Linked DNA regions of Mus musculus: region 1 is linked to region 2. Evidence: chromatin contacts called from public promoter capture Hi-C data. All regions are on one chromosome and are shown on one strand. Each heading gives the region's core, a stretch centred on a gene start, on an enhancer-like site or on the middle of the called end of the contact. The rest is flanking DNA. Distances are from core to core; before and after follow the strand shown. Region 1 holds the start of Stard13 (StAR-related lipid transfer (START) domain containing 13). Region 2 holds the start of Zar1l (zygote arrest 1-like).

Region 1 (2,700 bases), core at 116-2,615, 670 kb after region 2:
CAATCATACTGGTATGCCGCGCCAGTATCCTTCACACATAGCCAGTTCCTGAACCTTCGCAAACAAATGCCCATTTCCAAGGAAACAATCTCATTAAATGTCGCTGCTAGAATGTGTATTGTTCCTTTTGGAGACATTACAGTGAGATCTTTTAAGATTACAGACTTTAACTTCCCCTCTAAAATTCAATATAATCTCAAATTCATTTATCTAACTGGGAACGGTATTTTCATAATAGCTCTTGAAAATTCCTGGTAGGGCCAATGTAATAGTTTAGTTAGGTTTGTAGTTAAGAGCTAGGTGACTATTTACTGACTGTGGATGGATGTGTCTGTCTCTTAAATGGGTATCTTCAAATTTGTACCACACAGGGCATGTCATAAGCTTTAAGCCTTAAAAAAAAAATCCATGAGTTTTATTAATGTTTGAGGTACAAGAGTTTTTAATGTTTTCCCTTGAGAATAGAAAAGGATCACTTAGCAGCCTGTAATCAGTACTGTCAACCTGCCTTAGGAAACCAGTGCTCCTAAGTGTGTGTAGTCATAGGCTCTGTTTTGAGGTGAAGAGTCACATTTATCCTTTAGCAAGAAAACGGTGTCAACAAATCAGTGGTGACTATGCACACAAGCACACTGACAGGAAGAGACTGTAATTCAAGTTGTCAGTCCAATGGCCTTAAGCTTAGATTCTTACTGTTTTCCTTCAATGAAGATGTACTATAAACGCTGGGCCATTAGTCGCCAGCTCTCTCACTAATTAAACAAACAAGTGTCCACTTTTAAATATGACCACAGTATGAGTTTACCTGCAGAAAAGCTCCCCAAGACACACACTGAGTAAACCTTTCTCATTTGCTCTGTTGACACACAGAGGATTAGGAATTCATGATTCACGTTCTACTGGGGATATTTTCGTTAGTTATGAGGCGCTCGGTGCTGTGACAGACTGCTTAGAACCGAAGTCTAAAGTTATCTGAAAGAGTTCCACGCAGCGTGGCATAAGAATCCGTGCGGTGTACAGCGCAAACAATAACTTTGTAAGCAGCACAAGACAGAGCCAACAGAAATAAGCGGCACCTTGGCAGTGCCCGCAACTCACCTTGCTGGATTTTAGTCACTAGGTGATGGCGTGCTAGGATCCGGCTCATCCTGTAGGGAGAGCGTCTGGCAGTCTGATCAAATCGCAAGTACATCTCCTGGCTCTCAGGTGTCAAGGGGTTTAGATAGTAGCAGCCTGCAGCCGGCGTCCTGGGCACCTGGCTGAACATCTCGGGAGAGTTTCCACTGCCACCTCAGCTGCCGGTGGCTCTTCGCAGCTGTCTCCAGCCTCAGTCAATGGAGCCCCAGGAGAGAGCCACAGACCCAGCGATTTTTAAAAAAGAAAAAGGAGTGCCAAAAGCCACAAGTCAGAATTCCAACCCTTCGGGGCTCTCATGTGACCTCGTGAGCCAATCATAGGACAAGGAGAAAGTATTGGGCGTGTCCCGGCCGAACGCGACCGCGAGGCTGTACCAGCAGCTGAGGAGTTCCTTCAAGCTGCGCTTAAAGCTGATAGAGAATTGGAAGCGCCTGGGGCTGACTAAGCCCCCCAACCCCAGAGCTGAAAGAGGAGAGGGACACAGAAGACAGGAGAGGTCGAACAAGCCCTGGCATAGGAACCTTTTGAGGTCATGAAAGTTAGAGAAAGAGTTTTTGGCTTTCCTAAAGCCAGCAGCAACTAGGTTTAATTTGAAAAAAAAAAAAAAAAAAGAAAGAAAAAAAGAAAAAAGAAAAGAAAAGAAAGAAAAAGATAGCTGTGCTACCTGCAGCTGTGTATTTGAAACACACCATTTCAAGTTAAGTATGGGCCGCTGGGTATAAAATACTAGCCTCATTACAACGGAATTAATTAGATAAAACGTTTCCAAAGAAAAACAAACTTTTGGATCATATTTTGACACTAAAGGTCAATAAAGACCCTGTGGACCAACATGGGATGGGGACATCAAAGGCTTTTACAGAAAAGACCCAAAGAGACAACCTGAACTCCCTGCCACGCTCCTTTAATTTGTCTACTTCCCCCAGTTTTTAAACACCACTAAACAACTGCAAAGCGCTAGTCATATTGAAGCCGCTGCCAGGAATCACTACACAGGATGCAGGTGGCCTTGCAAAGACCCAGTATAAGCTGCTGATCCATGGGAATATAGTGGAAACTTCTAGTAAGTGCTTATAAAGGCTTATAGTAAGTAGTCAGATGTGAAACGGTCTCAATTTAAGAAGAAAACAAGAGAGAAGTCTACCACAGGGCTAGCGGAACATTATTTCTGAGAGAAATAACCAGAGAGACTGGTTTTAAAAAACAGAACCAAAATACCCAAACCAAACAACAACAGAAACAAGAGTCTGGGAGTCCTGACAGGAGAAGCTGGGGAGAGCTCTTTCTGCAGGAGAGTTCTGTGTCCACATGCATACAGGGGAGAGCCAGAGTGTGCCGGGAAAGAAACTGCTAGTCAGTTTAACCATAGCTGAGGAACCATATGAGAGCAGTCAGAATTTCTCCTCTCCAGTTTTTTCCTCTTTAGAAGTGTTTGATGCAAACAACAACAACAACAACCACCACAAAAGGTAGAAGAAACTTTACTGAATTCTAAGCCTGGAGCTGAATGAATAGAGTTCACACACACACACACACACACACACACACACACACACACACAGA
Region 2 (2,700 bases), core at 8-2,507:
CGCCTGCACCTTCCAGGCCTCCGTGCCCCTCCCCCCACGCATGCCCCACCTCTCACACTTGCTTACCTTGTTGGTACCTGAGATACACCACACATAAGCACTCTCCCATCTCCTCTTACAATCTTTACAGTGAAAATAGCCATATTTTAGTTCCAAAAACTGAAAAGAAATTCAAATGGAAGTATTTTATTAACGGGGGTCAGGAGAAGAAGAGTGTAGATCCTTGTTTCGTAATTGATGGCTTAACGCAACAGCATCTACTTCTTGGACCTTGCTTTCAGCTATTCTCTACAGAGCCGTTAATTTAGCTTCTAGGCTCGCAGCCCTAGGATGTTTCCTGTCCATTTCCCGCAACACCAACAGCAACATCTCCAAAAATAAAAATCTAGGTTCACCTTTCACACACTCGAAGCTTACTGTCGGCCTCATCTTCACCAGAAATAACGACAAGACTTTTTAAAATTAGGCTCCATGCCTATATTACCAAAATTTGAAAAACACCCAGACCATGTAAACAAAGTACATGCTTCCAGAACGCCACCTTCCTCGCCCAAGAAAAGGTAGAAATAGCACTTACCGATCTGGAAATGGAAGGAGGGAGGACCCTGCTGGTGGGGGGCTGAGCAGAGAGAAAGAAGCCAGCTAAAAGCGGAGCTTCCCAAATGAGCTCTGCGCGTGCACATACCTGCTTTCCCTTCCTGTCCTGAGGGCTGTGGGCATATTCCTCCCCCAATTCCTTCAGCCGTGGGAACTGCTCCTCACGATCCCGGCTCCATGTAGGTAGCAGCAGCTGACTGGCCTCTGTAGGTCCTGTGAGCTCCTCCTGGCTTTCCTCGTCTTCCCCATCCTGGGGTCGCCGGATCAAGGCTCTCCGCCCTACTTCCCAAGCTTCGGTGGGCTTCCTGGAGCTGGTTCTGTCCGAGAGGGAGCTGCTGTGGAGGGTCTGTGACCCCTGTGAGCACTGCACTGACTTGTCCACTCGAAGGCTCACCTGTACGCCCACCTCCGTGGTGTGGACACTGCGTAGCCATAGACTCAGGTTGGGGTCCATCTGAGTGGAAACGGCCTGAAGCTGAGCCCTGTTGTAAGGGTTCATACAGGACTGCGAGACATTTGCTGGTACCCTAAGCCTGGCTAGGAAAATGGGAGCTCCCATATTCTGTGGCCAGTTTTGCTGTTGACAGTGTCTCCAGGGGCCAGGGTAGGTCAAAGGGTCTGTGGTCCCATAGCCACAGGGAACACAGAAAAGACGCTCCATTTGAGGGGAGGGGGGAGTTTCCTCCCTCACCCTCCTCTTCCTCTTTGTAGATTTGATTCGGGTTCACCCAGGTTTCTTAATTTATTCCAGAGCGGGAGCAGCCAGTTAGCTCCCTAATTGAAGTCACCTAGGAGATGACTAATTGTTTTCCCTACCTTTCCAATCAGCAGTGCTCACTAATTTTTTTTCTCTCTCAAGGTTGTTTTTCATTTCTGACTTCTTCACACATGCTTTAACTAGTAATTTCACTCACTTATTCTCTTGGTGACGACTTTGTTGATCTGGTATCAGTGGGTGAGGATATAAATTAGTATAGGTATTATGGAAACTAACACGGAGTCTCCTCAAGAATTAGCAATTGGCTGTGCTGTAGTGGAGCCTTTAATCCCAGCACTTGGGAGTCAGAGGCAGGTGGATCTCTGAGTTGGAGGCAAGCCTGGTCTACAGAGTGAGTTCCAGGACCGCCAGGGCTACACAGAGAAACCTTGTCTTGAAACACTTGCCATCAAAAATAATAATAATAATAATTAAAAATAAAGATTTAAAAATAGGAGGGCAGGAGAGATGTCTCAGTGGTTCATATTGCATCATATTGCAAAGTGCTCATAGCAACTTGGATTCCCAGTCACTGGGTGGCTCACAAACACCTGTAACTCCAGCTGGTAGCTGACATCCTCTTCTGGATATAACTTACACTCACGTACATAGACACACATTCACAGGCACATACATACTTTTTTTTAAAGATTTATTTATTTTTATTTATATGAGTGCACTATAGCTGTCTTCAGACACACCAGAAGAGGGCATCGGAACCCATTACAGAAGGTTGTGAGTCACCATGTGGGTTGCTGGGAATTGAACTCAGGACCTCTGGAAGAGCGGTCAGTGCTCTTAACCACTGAGCCATCTCTCCAGCCCACACACATACCTTTTAAAACTAGATAAATATATCTTTTAAAAGACATTTTCTTATTTAACATATATCTGCATGTATACCTGCGTGCCAGAAGAGAGTTCAGATCTCATTATAGATGGTTGTGAGCCACCATGTGGTTGCTGGGAATCAAACTCAGGACCTCTAGGAAGAACAGCCAGTGCTCTTAACTGCTGAGCCATCCCTCCAGCCCTATCCTTTTTTTAAAAAATAGAACCACCGACCTAGCAATCCCATTATTTGTATGCATATGCAAAGAAAGTGAAATCAATTAAGAGATTCTGCCCTCATCCTCATCCAAGAGTCAAACTCTGGAAGCAACCTACATATCAGATGACAGATGAGTAAAGAAACTGCCATATAAATGGGAATTTTAATCAGTCATTGAACAAGAAAGAAAAAGCATGTGTGGTGGTATAGGCCTTGTCATTCCAGAACCCAAAAGGCTGAGGCAGGAGACTCACAAGTTCGAGACCAGCCTAGCTACACAGCCAGAACCTGTTTT

Evidence for each region. Capture Hi-C pulls out chosen DNA fragments and counts their contacts.
Region 1: a promoter capture Hi-C map of adipose tissue shows a contact between it and region 2, with 3 times the contacts expected there. The contact joins the promoter of Stard13 here to the promoter of Zar1l in region 2. A contact is called at or near these places in 1 of 115 datasets of contacts at active chromatin or transcription factors (bone marrow-derived macrophages) and 3 of 9 other capture datasets (adipose tissue, liver and pancreatic islet).

The regions. Positions count from the first base shown.
Region 1 is chr5:151,188,828-151,191,527 of GRCm38.p6, forward strand. It overlaps Stard13 (StAR-related lipid transfer (START) domain containing 13), which reads right to left and starts at 1,366. Exons shown (of 14, transcript NM_146258.2): 1 at 1,099-1,366. The coding sequence starts at 1,267.
Region 2 is chr5:150,516,902-150,519,601 of GRCm38.p6, forward strand. Zar1l (zygote arrest 1-like) reads right to left here and starts at 1,258. Exons shown (of 4, transcript NM_001159693.2): 1 at 686-1,258; 2 at 67-159. The coding sequence starts at 1,258.